4 separate regions of the Mus musculus genome follow, and regions 1, 2 and 4 are each linked to region 3. Evidence: chromatin contacts called from public HiChIP or PLAC-seq and promoter capture Hi-C data. All regions are on one chromosome and are shown on one strand. Each heading gives the region's core, a stretch centred on a gene start, on an enhancer-like site or on the middle of the called end of the contact. The rest is flanking DNA. Distances are from core to core; before and after follow the strand shown. Region 1 has its middle 20 kb from the start of Gm38759. Region 2 has its middle 32 kb from the start of Gm38759. Region 3 holds the start of Stxbp4 (syntaxin binding protein 4). Region 4 holds the start of Nog (noggin).

Region 1 (3,241 bases), core at 173-2,672, 1.5 Mb before region 3:
CACCCACAGGCTAGCCAGCTCCCTCTGGAGGTCACCGGTAACAGGGGGTGGGGTGGGGTACCCACCTGGCGTTTCCGTGGGTTCTACCTTATCAAAACTCAATGTTTGGACGGCCAGTGCTTTAATCACTTCAGCACTCTTTCTGGTTTTCACATGGGTGCTAAGAGATTGGAACTCAGATCCTCATACCTGAGCAGGAAGTGCTCTTATTCACTGAACCATCTCCCCAGCCCCGGGTTATATGGGGGTGGGGTGGGGTGAGGGTGGGGGGGGACGACACACATTTATCTTTTCTTTTCTTTTCTTTTCTTTTCTTTTCTTTTCTTTTCTTTTCTTTTCTTTTCTTTTCTTTTCTTTTCTTTTCTTTTCTTTTCTTTTCTTTTCTTTTCTTTTCTTTTCTTTTCTTTTCTTTTCTTTTCTTTTCTTTTCTTTTCTTTTCTTGGTCTTTTTGAGACAGGGTTGCTCTGTATAGCCCTGGCTGTCCTGGCACTCACTTTGTAGACCAGGCTGGCCTCGAACTCAGAAATCCACCTGCCTCTGCCTCCCAAGTGCTGGGATTAAAGGCATGCGCCACCACGCCCGACTCACACTTACCTTTCTTATGAACTCCCCCAGAATTTAGAAACCTGCTGAGCCTAGGAGCCACTCCTAAGGTACCTAGGAAATTGTTCTCTGGAATGGTCTAAAGGAGGGAAAATTGCTTCTATTGTTCAGAAGGAAAAAGGGAAAAGGAGTGTGTGAGTGCACGTGTGCATAAGTATGCTGGGTCAGGTGGTGGAGACACAGCACGGGCCACACCCACTCAAGGCGCACTCGGGGATTGCCTGTGACAAGGGCTAGTTTACTGAGCAAGGGTGGGCCCAGGACTGTAAGGGCTCGGCTGGCCACTAGGGGTCAGTGTGTCTCCGCTGCAGGCGCCAGCGGGCGGCTCACCTGATTGTTGCAGACTCCTGCTGACAGTTCCCCCTCTTGCTTTGTATTTGGACAAAACAAAACAAACAAACAAAACAAAAAATCACCACCACTGCAGCAGCAGCAGCAGCAGCAGCAGCAACAACAACAACAACAGAAAAAATTTCTCTGTTGCAAGGAAGAGAGTCTAAATAGCCTAAATAACACACTTTCTCTTTGAAGGAAAATGCAGAAGGTGGTTAAACTGGCTGTCTTTAGCGTGCCTGGGCGGAGGGAGCATAGCTCCAATTGTGGTTTCTGGCCTGGTTATCTTGGTGCCTCTGAGGATGACACGGGGGAAGGGGGTGTCTGTTGAATTCTTCCTTTTCTATTTTCTGCCTCAGCGAGGAGGAGGGTGTTAATACCGCTTGGCAGTTACATGAAACCGAGGCGGATGGTGACGGGGTGTGTTAACAAACAAGGGCAGGAAATAGTGTCATATTTTCTGGAGAGCGAACCGCTCCCAGGAGACAGACTACAGGATTCCACCCGAGGAGACTCTTGGAAGGGGCGGCGGGGCGGATAAGAAGTCCTGCCTCGAGCGAGCTTCCCTCGCCTTTCACTTTCTGGTATCTCCGTACAGTGACACATTCGGTTTTATCCCCAGTCTGGCTAACTAGACAAATCACTGGGCATAAAAAGAAAACTATCCACTTTGATCTGGTTTCGTTTTGGCAATTAGTTATCCCTTTGTCAAGAATGGCCTCTGGAAATAAGACTTCAGGGCCGGAGCTTGGAACATACGCAGAATCTGGGCTGTGTTGATTTTTATCCTCGAGTCCAACCGCTGGCTGGCCAGGTGGGACAGGGATAAGCCGTCTCCTTGCCTCGGCTTCTTTGTCATCCTCCATCACATCTTTTCTAGTTCTTTAAGAATTCCACCTGCCTGCCATTGGGTTAATGATGAACTTTCTCTGAACTTGAATCACATACAGTGAGCACCCGAAGACTGGCTAGGCTGCCCCATTCTCTTTTTTTTAAAGATTTACTTATTTTTATTTATATGACTACACTGTAGCTGTCTTCAGACACACACCAGAAGAATGCATTGGGCCCCATTACAAATGGCTGTGAGCCACCATGTGGTTGCTTGGGAATTGAACTCAGGACCTCTGGAAGAGCAGTCAGTGCCCTTTAACCACTGAGCCATCTCTCCAGCCCTGCCACATTCTTCTTTGTATCTCAGGTACGATGCCTGATACATTTTCATCGGCAGTAGGGAATAACAACAACCACAACAATAATGATAATAGAAATATAGATGAAAAGATTAAAGAACAATAGCCTTAATTCCTCTACTGCAACTATTGGCCAATGCATACCGAGTGAATTCCACATCAACTGGACTCTCTCTGCTTTCTCTTATTTCACACGGATACCAGGAGATCCGGCCAAGGATTCCATCTTCCCATCATGATCACTTTATAGACTGGCGGGTGGAGCCTGGGTGTGTGTTGGGGTAACTAGTAGACCTCCAGTTCTAGAATCTGGCAAGCACCAGGCAGGGCTGCAGACCTGGCCTCTCATCATGTGGCAGGTCTCTCCCTTCTGGGACAGCTCTGCTGCACCTGCATTCTATACACTGCATGGAACACATGCTCACGTGTGTGGCTGGAAATCCTATGAACCTTTCCGTGCTCTCCCTACCAAGACTAAGCTTCTAAGGCTAGGGTGATGGCTGCAGCTCTCTGGAGAGAAAGGATGAGTCAGAGCTGGGATTCAGGCCTGACCTGAAAAGATGGCCACAGGGGCTGGGTCTTCAGAGACACTGGACATAGAATCTGCAGTCTTTGCTGCCATTTCTGAATGGCTTGTCCCTTTACATTTATTGAGAGTCTTACACCTTCCTCTTTTTTCATTTGCAAAGTAGATGTTTCCATAAAAACCCAACAATGCAAACCAGGCCTGTTGGTGAGGGTCTGTAATTCTAGCTACTCAAGAAGCTGAGGCAGGAGGATCCCACGTTCAAGGCTAGCTAGCAGTGAGCAACTTCGCAAGACCTTGATTTAAAAATTAAGAAAGAAAAGGACTGGGAGCCAGGCTGTGGTGGTGTGTGCCTTTAATCCCCAGCTCTTGGGAGGCAGAGGCAGGTAGATCTCTTGAGTTTGAGGCCAGCCTGGTCTGTATAATGAGTTCTAGGAAAGCCAGGAAAATCCTTTGAAAACCCAAAAGGTGTGTGTGTGTGTGTGTGTGTGTGTGTGTGTGTGTGTGTGTGTATGAGTTCACTGGCACAGTGCACCCTTAGGGTGTAAGAGGCTCTATGTTCAATTCTCGGGGCTGCTAACCAAAC
Region 2 (3,500 bases), core at 607-3,106, 1.5 Mb before region 3:
TTTTAAATTAAATCTTATTTATAAATCATTATTAGTGTATGTATATGTGTGTGGGCACATGTATGTTATGGTGTGTGTGTGTGTGTGTGTGTGTGTGTGTGTGTGTGTGTGTGTGTGTATGTGTAGGTCAGAGGACAGGTTTTGGAATCCAGGGATGGAACTGAAGTCATCAATTTTGGGTACCAAGCACTTGTACCTGCTGACCTATGTCACAGGCCCCAAAGACAATTCTTTAGAATGGATTTTATTTTCCTTTTCTGAGCCCACTCCTCTCCAAAGAGTTAGGGGCGAAGGAGGAAAACAAACCCCTTAGTTCTAATTAATCCTGGCAGCCATAGCCTGAGCCAGTGGAGAGCAGTATCTTTGGGAAGTAATTTGAACTTGAATGATTGAGGTCTCTGCTCTGTCTTGTTGGGTGCTCCCCATTTTTCACTCTTTTCTAAGATGGTGACAGGTGAAGACCATGCAGTGATGGTGGCAGCCCAGTGAATCTCAGCACCACTTGGTGTTTGTGCCCTTGTGAGGGAATGGCTGTGCCTCTCAAAGTCATGGGTTTCAGTATGCATTTGCTGTAATTTTGGAGCAATGTTCTATCTCTAATTCTGCTCAGTACAGCACAGTTTTTCCTTCCTTCCTTCCTTCCTTCCTTCCTTCCTTCCTTCCTTCCTTCCTTCCTTCCTTCCTTCCTCCCTCCCTCCCTCCCTCCCTCCCTTCCTCCCTTCCTCCCTCCCTTCCTTCCATCTAATAGCTCAGAAATGGTATCTAGGAGATGACAACACTGAGGTAGACATTTGGGTCACAATTGCTAAGCTAAATGAGCAGTAGTGACAGATAACACAGACCACTGTGTATACACCTCACAAGCTCTGTGGGGGAAAACTCATGGGTCCCAGCTGCCCTTCCCCCAAGCTAGGAGTTCCTACCATGAATGTCTTTGTCTGTGACCTTGACCTTCAGGTGTATGGGAGCTGGTATCTTCTCTCTGAATCTGAATTTACTAATCAGCACCTTTCACCCAGGACTTTGATGAATCAGGGGTCATTTCTTTCCTGAAATTTAGGCCTGGCGTGTGAAACAAGTTGATGCCCCATGGTTTAAACATAAAACCTCACACTTCTCCCGGCCTCAAGAAGAAATCAGACTGGCCCCAGCACGGCTCCTATCAGGTGAAACACCAAGAAGGAGACGGGAGCTAGCCTGAGCCTGTAGGTTTTTTTGATACTATTGACCCAGTAAGGAGAAGGTTGATTCTCCAAGTTGTTGGATAGTCTTCTGGGATTGGCAGTGATGAGAGAAGAGCTATGAAGGGGCATTGAGGCTGTGTGTGTGGTCCAGGCTGGTAACCATGACATCACAAGGCCAGCTGCATCCAGACTCGTTTAGCTGGATGGCTGCTATGCCCTGCTCCCCCCCCCCCCCCAGGAAATTATAACCTGCCTTAACTCCAGCTTCTGCTGGTGGCCAGTTTCTCTTTTCACATCTAGCCACTACCAAATGAGGGCGATAGAGCCTCAGGCTGGACTTGCTCCTGGCTTTTGGGGAGGCAGGGCCCAGGGCATTTAGAGCTGTGTCTGAAACAACCTCAGAGCATGGCTGGAGTCTGGCCATGGAATGCCAAGGCACACAGAACCCACTGTTCTAGCATAGGTCTCTAGAGACTGGGGCCCCAGGGAACAAGTACCTGGACACTACCTCCTCCCCAACAAGCCGAAAGCACTGTGCACAGGCTGGGGTTACGGAAGGTGGAATTGGGAATTGGGATGGAGCTGGTCCGTGGCCTATGGAGTCTTACTTGTGAGGACACTGCCCGGAGTCAGCAGCTATCAGATAGTGGAACAATGCACCATTGTGGAGGGGCTCAGCACCGAGGCCACAATGAGGTATGCTGTGAGATGAGCCACAAGTTTCAGAGTGTGAAGGACAGACAAAGACTGGGATGAACCTCTGGGGTGCTAAAACAAACGTGCTCCGGAATCAGGTATTAGTTTTCCTTCATTGAAACACAATATTTAAAATAAACAAGGTAAAAGGAGGAGGACTTGTTTAAGCTCATGGGGTCAGAGGTTCCAGTTTAGGGTCACCTGGCTCCTGTTGCCTTTGGTGAGGCAGGGCAGTGGGGGTGGGAATGGGTGGTGGAGGAGGCTGCTCAACTTCTAGAGGCCAGAAAGTGACCAGAGAGCCGGGAAGGGGTGTGGTCCATCTCCAAGTCCCCAAAGTCAACAGCTCAAAGTACTGCTCAGAAGTTTAAGTCCAAAGTGTCTTCTGAGGCTCAAGGCCAGCCCACAGCTGGGATTCCTGTAAAAATAAAAAGAGTCACATACTTCTGAGACACAATAACCCAGCGTAAACATTCCTATCCCCAAAGGAAAGATGGGACCAAGGCAATGTCCAAAGCCATCAGTGTAAAAGTGTGAACCATTTGTAAAGCCTTTGTTTGAAGAGGCGAGCCCTGGGGCTCCACCTAGCCAATTGTTTCTTCAGGATTCTTGTGTTCAGCTGCCTAGGGACTCCAAGGCCACATAGCCACCACTCAACAAGACTCAGCTGCTGAGCCTGCTGGTGGAAGGAGACCTTTTTGTGACAGCCACAGGATGATGGGTTTGCGTCCATACGGAAGGGACGTGTTATGGGGTCATGGAGGCTTCCGTCAAGATTTCCAAAGGAAGTTTGGGAAACCAGGCATTGTGTGGCAGGGTTCGAATCCACACAGGCAGACAGCCTCTGAGAGGCTCATGGAAAGGTGACAGTGGAGACAAAGAGGAGGTTCCAGATAGTAAGACATGCCAGGAACACGGAATATCTGCTGAAGGCCATAGGCAGAAATAGCTTCCTCTCCCATTCCCCTCAATTAGCTATGTGGACCGAACTTGACAAGTTCGTAAAAGCAGGACATTTCTAACCTCTTGAACGGGTTTCTATCATCTTGCCACTAAGTGCTCTGGGATTGTGTATGCCAGACTTGGAGCTATAGGACGGCATATTGGCCCTCATGGGTTTCAGACTTGCTCTGGTCCAGTACCTCCTAGCAGTTTCCTAATCCTGTTCTTTGGAGTAAGGATGAAAAGAAAACCCATCTCTGGAGGAGATGGAGTCAATGTATTCTTTGTTATTGTTTAAGCGTGAGGTAAAGTTTGCTGTTAAGCATGGAGTCAAACTTTCAGGGACCCCGCCCCCCCCCCCCCCCCCTTGGTTAGATGCGTAGGATAAGAATGATCCTTCACGTGGAAAGAAACTCATAGTGGGTTTATAAAATGCATCTTATGTAGACAGAAGGCACTTTTGCGTTGGGAGTCATGGTGGAATGTCATGGCTTTGATTTTGGGATGTCTCCCTGAGGCTCCTGTGCTAAAAGACTCATTCCCAAGCTTGTGGCATTGTTGGGAGTGGGTGGCAAGTTGGAGGTGAGGCCTAGTTGGTGGAAGTTAGGTCACTGGGTCATGCCCTTGTAGGGGATATAGGGACCTCTCCCTCTTTCCTTTCTCCCCTTTACTCCCTGCCTC
Region 3 (3,370 bases), core at 73-2,572:
AAAAGTGATTGTGCCTGACTTAGTTTGGAATGTCCCCAGCAAACTAAAAAGGTGTATGGCTCAGTGAGAGTCAAGGAATACGTGCTGATTGACTGATAGCTCTTCCAGTTTTCGGTTCCAATCCACAATGTGGGGATAGTTAGACCCACAGAGGCCATCAGAAATAAGCTCTAGCTTATGGAGGTGGAAAGGTGGGCACGAGAGAGCTATTGGCTTCTTACAGCTTCTGGAAGAAGGAAAGTCAGTTTTCTTTAATGGTGCAATTGATCACACCGATCACACTCACAGACTAACACATCAATGAGTTAGTTCGCCTTCAGCCTGGACTCTGGATAATAATAATGTGGGGGGGGGGGTAGTTTTGGGAGGAGCCTGGAGTAGGGGATGAATATGACCCAAATACAGAGTAAAATACCCTCAAAGAATTAATAAAACCAAACCATTATTTTGAAAAAGAAATGACCTAACTTTTATAAAATTCTTACTATGCTTCAAGCAATGGCAAAAATCATATTATATTCTTACCCTCCTTGAATTACTGTGATTTCCATTCACGAAATAGGGCCATCAGGTTACGGAGAAGTCATATTAAAATTAAACTTATGCAAGGACAAGACTTGTGTAAATTCATTGATGCTTAACCTCCGAATCTGCTCTCAGTGCTATTTAATATTTATTGGTCCTTGTTTGTGGAACATTTAGAGAACTGAAGAAAGCTTTAGCGTATTTCCCAGGGGTCTGTGCCTGCAAGATGCACGTCTTTATTCCTTCAGTCCCTCCTTTAAAGGCCCTCCTGTCCTGGTCCCTCTATTCTGAACAAACTTGGTTTTTTCGGCGGCTGTCTGACCTAATGGTTTTGCTGGGTAAACAGCAGAGGGGTGATGAGCGCAGTGGGAGACATCTGCCCATGGGGCTGAGAAGATGCACAGGTCGGGGTGTTGGAGAGAAAGGCGGTTCTCATACTAAGTGTTCCAGAAAGAGGGACGTTGGTTTGCCTGCGCTCAGTCAGCGGCGGAAAGCAACGGGGCTGAGCGAACCCCAAGTGAGAGCCCCGCGGCAGAGCTGCCGCTGGGGGCCGCTAGGTCGAGACAAAGGCTGGCGAAGTTTGGGGAGATGGGGATACAAGCCCCAGTGAGGAGCTTGCACGCCGAAGGCCCAAATGCATTTTCTGCAAAGTAAACTAAAGAAGCATCCCAAGGAAACAAAAGTGCGAGGCACAGTCACTTAGCAAGAAAACGCGAACTTACCCTCTTCGGGCCACCCGGCCTCCGTAGCGCCACTGCTAACTGTGGAATCTGGTAGTCAAGGCAGCAGCGGAGGCTCAAGCCGGGTACCGCGAGACTCGCGAGGTCTCGCGAGATCTCGCCAGCGGCCCCGCCAGGCGGGCATTCTTTCCGGGGGGTTATGGGAGGGCTCTGGTGTCCGGGATGGAGGTTGGTGGCTTCGTGTGGCCGGGGCTGGAGGCAGCCCGGGTGGTCAGGGCGGACTGTGGTGAACGCAGAGCTGGTGCTTAGGCCCGGGTGGGATGGGCTCGGAGGCGCGGAGCGGGGTCTGAGACGCCTCGGGACATGGAAGCGCCCGTGCGGGGTCCGGGGGCCCGCGACGCAGCCGCCACGGCGGCCGAGGAGCAGCAACCCTTTCCAGCGCGCGCAGGAGGACGAGTGGCGGCGGCGGAACAAGACGGTGCTCACCTACGTGGCCGCGGCCGCCGTGGGCATGCTGGGGGCCTCCTACGCCGCGGTGCCCCTCTATCGGCTCTACTGCCAGGTAAGGGAGGGGACGAAGCGCGGCACGGATCCCACCTGAGCCATCCCCCTGCCGGGGAGGCCGAGGTCACCCGCCGGAGGGGGGAGGGGGGCGTCGCCTCGGATCCAGACCGGGAAGGACGTGCCCAAGGTCACTAAAAAACCTTGCAAGTGGAAGCCGGTTCCGGTAATGATGGAGCTGGTGCCACCCTTCAAAGGGCTATCAGCACAGCCATTCTGTGAAGCGCGGGGAGAAGGTACCGCTGACACTTGGTGAGTTAGAGCGGCTGTCGCATACCTGGAGGTTCACAGGACACCTCCCCTGCCCCAGATAGTTGTCCAACCTAAAATGCTAATAGTATACAGTGGTGCCGAGACCCACAGAAATGGAATTGACACTCCTGTGTTCAAGCTTTCCTCATTCTAGGTTAGCATCATCAGCCTAGGCTAGTTTAGCATCATCAGGCTAGGCTGGGTTAGCCTGAGGTTTAAAAAAAAAAAAAAAGGAAAAAAACCCTAAAATCAAGTTCCACGTTAAGCACCGATATTTCCAAAAGAATGCCCTGTTACTTGTGGAATCAACGAGTTTTAGAGAAGGAAATAAATAAATAAGGGAAGCCATAGAATGGTCCCTCTTCATGAGCAAATTAAAATGTAACCCAGGAAAACTGTGACAGACTCAGTAATATAGGCTTGAGCCCAGGACATTATTTTTCTGTTTTCTACCTTTTAGTTTAAACACCAAACTTGAGAAACTTCAATAACATGTCCCTAGAATATATAAGGAATTGTTTTGTTATTGAAAGACGGAACACTTAACTTGCTTTTTCTTCAGCGGATTTAAATCCTTTATGAAAAAAAAAATAGTTCATCTTAAAACTGAGTCTCTGAAACAGAATCATATCCTTACCTGTTAACTAAGGTCAAATTTATGATTTCTCTTTTAGGATTAAAGTTTAATTTGACAATATTGAGAGAAATTGAAAAAGCTAAGTAACGTGTGTAACAAGTGAAAGAAAGATAATAAAATATTAATATGGTAGGGTTTTTTTTTTTTTTTTTTTTTTTTTGCATCTTCCTTTAGCCTCATTCGGCTTTTTGTTTTTCTGGTGTAAGAAAGGTGAATTATCTGGCAGTGAGAATTGTGATAACCTCAGGCAGCAGTGTGTACACCTTGGAAGTAACACCACCTCTACCTCTAATGAGGAAATAATGGTGATGGGGAAACGTCAGACACAAATTACTCTTTTGCTACTTTAGGGTAGTTGGCGGGCAGGGTAGCCAGACAAGAGGAAGAAAGTCAGGGCCTCATTAACTGTGATGAAGGGTAAATAGGTGTGTATGCAGAGAATTACAGCTAAGAGGCAGGAAAACATTAATCTCCCAAGTGGGAAAACAGTCATGATGCCCTAGGAAAGCAGAATATAAGAATAAAGTTATGAACTTAATTTGAACTATAAAACCCATGGTACAGAAAAGTATACACAGGAACATGGATTCCTTGTTTAAGTTAAAATGACCAGGTTTGGTTCAACTTTTTAAGTGAATAATAGTTTATGTAAAATATACTAGCCAGCGAAGGGGACTGTGTTTAATGAAAGTTACACTTGAAAATATTTGGTATC
Region 4 (3,407 bases), core at 673-3,172, 1.3 Mb before region 3:
GTCGGTTTTAGTGGTTTTCTTTAATCCTGTTCTGCACTTCTTCCTTATTTACTACACGGGATATTATAAAGAATAAATAGCAGATACTCTTAATTTACAATGATTAGTCATTCCATTTGTTCTCTATATTTACAATAACTGTAAAATAACATTGAACTCTATAACTTCTTCGAGGTCTAAGGAAAATCAAAACACTTTCCGAAGAATGGAAAATAGCTTTTTTTTAAAAAAAAAGTCCTTCTACAAAAGTTCCCCCTCTCTTTGTACTTTTAAGAAAAAATAACTTTTCCCCCCTGCTTCGCCATGCGAAGGGTACTGGGATATAAATAGCAGGTTAACATTATTACCAACAACCAGAATAAGTCTCTCTTTTCTCTGCTCTTTTTTCCTTTTGCTTGCCTTTTTAAAATACAGTAGAAGCCGGGTAACTTTTGACGTATAATACTGACCTTTTAATAAGTAAATTAAAACTGGGACCGTATATACACACACATATACATTCCTACACAGTTAAACAGTGCATTACAGGAACCAGAAAGCCAGGTCTCTGTAGCCAAGAAGAAAAAAAGTTCATTGAAAACCCTCGCTAGAGGGTGGTGAAACTGGTTGGAGGTGGTGGGGGTAGGGGGGGCGTTGGTGGGGATCCATCAAGTGTCTGGGCGCGGGCAGGGGGCCCCCCCGAGTTCTAGCAGGAACACTTACACTCGGAAATGATGGGGTACTGGATGGGAATCCAGCCGCAGCGCTGACCCCCGCGCCGCTGACAGCGCCACCGCAGCACCGTGAGGTGCACAGACTTGGATGGCTTACACACCATGCCCTCGGGCACAGAGCAGGAGCGCTTGCTGAAGCAGCTGCCCACCTTCACGTAGCGTGGCCAAAAGCGGCTGCCTAGGTCATTCCACGCGTACAGCACCGGGCAGAAGGTCTGTGACCACAGCCACATCTGTAACTTCCTCCTCAGCTTCTTGCTCAGGCGCTGTTTCTTGCCTTGGGCCAAGCCCTCGGAGAACTCCAGCCCTTTGATCTCGCTCGGCATGGCCCCCGACGGCCGCTGCCGCAGCAGCTGGTCCAGCTCCGCCAGGTCCTCGGCACCTCCAGCCGGTCCCCCGCCCCCTCCGGGTCGGTCCTCAGGGGGCGAAGTAGCCATAAAGCCCGGGTCGTAGTGGCCCCCGAGCAGCGAGCGCAGCAGCGTCTCGTTCAGATCCTTCTCCTTAGGGTCAAAGATAGGGTCTGGATGTTCGATGAGGTCCACCAGGGGCAGGTTGTCGCTGGGTGCTGGGCGGATGTGTAGATAGTGCTGGCCGCCGGCTGGTGCTGCCCGCAGCCCCAGGACCACCACCAGGGCGTAGAGGGTGACCCCCAGGCTGGGGCAGCGCTCCATGCCTCCCGCGCGCGCCCCGGGGCTGCCTCTTCGTCCCGCGTCCCCGGAGGAGAGCACGCCGAGTCCGCGGCGCTGCCGTGCTCCCCGGTCCCTCCGGAGGTGGCTCACCCGAGGCTGAGCAGGCGCAGGGCAGGCAGCATGAGCCGCGAGGAGAGCCGTTCGCGCAGCGCCGGCTCCCGCCGCGGCGCAGAAGACGCGCACGAGTTGGTCGCAATTCCCCCCCGCCGCTCTACTTGGGAAGGCGGCCGCGGTCGGGCATCCGAGATTACTCCAGCGCGACCGTGGGGCGCTGGGGGCGCCGGCTCCTCGCTGTTCTCCCGGGCTGCCGGCGGCGCAGGGCGCGTGGACGAGCCTTTTCCCTCCTCCTCCTCCGGTCGCTCGGCGTCTTGTTTCTCTGTGCGGAGCCTCCGGTAGAGCGGGTCCTGGGCCACTTCTCTCTGCCTGCTCCGGGCAGCGCAGCCGGCTCTGCCCGGCGGACTCCAGCGGCGGTGGCGGCGGTGGCGGCGGCGGCGTCCGCGCACGTTGGCACCGGTTTGTCTGTCTCGCAGGGTCCAAGCCTTTAAATTTCCTGCACTTTCAGCTCCATCACCATGGAAACCACTGACTCTCTCTCCGCGTTGCCCCCTCCCCCTTCTTCCCCCCAAACAACAACCCCACCCCCAACTCCTCCACCCGCGAGGAGCCGGAGACGCACGGGCTCGGGGGGAAAGCGACTGCACTGGTCGCCGCGGCGGCGGCGGCGGCGGCGGCTCCGGCAGCGCCCAGGACTGTGCCCCGCCGGACCCAGATGCCCCGGGAAGCCGACAGTCAGGCTGCCCGCCGGAGCTCACAGGCGGCGGCGGCGCGGCAGCGGCGGTGGCGGCGGCGGCGGTGGCGCTTGGCAGGTCTCCGCGCAATTTTCTCTCCCCCCCCCAACCCCCGCCCCGGTTCTCCTCCTCCTACAAAATGCACCGCCCCCCTCCTTTCTCCTGGAGCAATGCAATGGGGCTCTAGGCGCCCCGCCAGGGCCAGTCCCGGGGAAAGCTCGTGGCGGCGCTGGAGCCAGGCTGGAGGGTGCAGGGCTGGAGTTGAGGGGTGTGGGGTTGTCGAGGTGGGGCTGGGGGACTCTCACTAGCTGAGTGATTTGTACCGGGAGGGGAGCAGCAGGGAGATGCCGGGGGCCCGGTTTCCAGTGCAGTTCCTAGCAAGAAATTTCTCCATGTGCATGGAGCATTTTCCCGGGTGCGTGTCTTTTTTACACTCTCTCTCTCTCTCTCTCTCTCTCTCTCTCTCTCTCTCTCTCTCTCTCTCTCTCTCTCTCTCTCGGGCTTGGGGTAAGTCCCCTCCCCCCAACACACACACACACACACACACACACACACACACACACACACACACACACACACACACACACCAAGAGCCGCAGCGTTGCGCAGCGTGATGTAATTTCTAGGTAGCACCCCTTCTCTGCCCCTCAGATCCACGAAGCGGGGAGTCGGGGGTCTTCTCACCCTCCTCCTTCGCCTAGTCCTACCGGGTGAGTGGCGGGGAGATAGAGGTACATCCTCCTAGCCTGTGGCTCTCCTAATCTTCGCTGCTTGGTACAACTAGCTCTCACCTCCCTGGGGGCGGCGCGCCCTCTGCTGGCCCTTTGTGATCCCTGCATTTAGTTCTGGCTGGTGTGTGTGTGTGTGTGTGTGTGTGCGCATCTGTGCCATATTTACACACTGACAGGCACTTTATGCTTTTGAATGCTTTCTCATAGATCTCCAGACTTAGTGTAAACAAAGATCCTGAGATTTTCCTCCAAGGTACTTCGATTTCACAAGTACACAGGTTTGCATCATCTGGCTGGGGCAAACAGCCTCAGTGGGCAGAGAGTGGTGACTAGAAAAGGAAATGTATACTAGAAATAAGGTACCCTAGTTCTGGATGCTGTCCACTCTGGCACATCTATGTAGACCTTGGGTAAGTCGCTTGGGTGGCACTCTAAACTTTAGTTTTTGGATTAGTGACCTAAGTTCCCCCCCCCCCCCAACCATCT

What was found. Promoter capture Hi-C pulls out the DNA fragments that hold promoters and counts their contacts. HiChIP or PLAC-seq counts read pairs in DNA pulled down with a chosen protein or histone mark.
Region 1: a promoter capture Hi-C map of hippocampal neurons shows a contact between it and region 3, with 5 times the contacts expected there. The contact joins the enhancer-like site here to the promoter of Stxbp4 in region 3. A contact is called at or near these places in 6 of 39 promoter capture datasets (embryonic stem cells, hippocampal neurons, liver and 3 more), 2 of 484 Hi-C or Micro-C datasets (both in the G1E-ER4 cell line), 5 of 115 datasets of contacts at active chromatin or transcription factors (astrocytes, embryonic limb bud, large pre-B cells and 2 more) and 1 of 9 other capture datasets (liver).
Region 2: a contact with region 3 is called in an H3K27ac HiChIP or PLAC-seq map of extraembryonic endoderm stem cells, with 8 times the contacts expected there. The contact joins the enhancer-like site here to the promoter of Stxbp4 in region 3. A contact is called at or near these places in 2 of 39 promoter capture datasets (embryonic stem cells and hippocampal neurons) and 3 of 115 datasets of contacts at active chromatin or transcription factors (embryonic forebrain, extraembryonic endoderm stem cells and large pre-B cells).
Region 4: an H3K27ac HiChIP or PLAC-seq map of large pre-B cells shows a contact between it and region 3, with 10 times the contacts expected there. The contact joins the promoter of Nog here to the promoter of Stxbp4 in region 3. A contact is called at or near these places in 1 of 39 promoter capture datasets (embryonic stem cells), 3 of 115 datasets of contacts at active chromatin or transcription factors (astrocytes, embryonic midbrain and large pre-B cells) and 1 of 9 other capture datasets (adipose tissue).

Annotation. Positions count from the first base shown.
Region 1 is chr11:89,099,794-89,103,034 of GRCm38.p6, forward strand. No RefSeq gene overlaps it. Among named protein-coding and RNA genes, the nearest start is that of Gm38759, 20 kb to the right of the region's middle. Within about 2 kb of position 1,423, at least 142 of the 459 cell types and tissues checked have an H3K27ac peak or open chromatin away from gene starts, as enhancers often do. A contact at or near this core is called in the G1E-ER4 cell line, hippocampal neurons, liver and 3 more, where this site is marked.
Region 2 is chr11:89,151,780-89,155,279 of GRCm38.p6, forward strand. No RefSeq gene overlaps it. Among named protein-coding and RNA genes, the nearest start is that of Gm38759, 32 kb to the left of the region's middle. Within about 2 kb of position 1,857, at least 9 of the 459 cell types and tissues checked have an H3K27ac peak or open chromatin away from gene starts, as enhancers often do. A contact at or near this core is called in extraembryonic endoderm stem cells, where this site is marked.
Region 3 is chr11:90,636,786-90,640,155 of GRCm38.p6, forward strand. Stxbp4 (syntaxin binding protein 4) reads right to left here and starts at 1,323. Exons shown (of 18, transcript NM_011505.2): 1 at 1,248-1,323. Cox11 (cytochrome c oxidase assembly protein 11, copper chaperone) reads left to right here and starts at 1,399. Exons shown (of 4, transcript NM_199008.2): 1 at 1,399-1,767. The coding sequence starts at 1,405.
Region 4 is chr11:89,300,637-89,304,043 of GRCm38.p6, forward strand. It overlaps Nog (noggin), which reads right to left and starts at 1,923. Exons shown (of 1, transcript NM_008711.2): 1 at 2-1,923. The coding sequence starts at 1,384. The coding sequence ends at 686.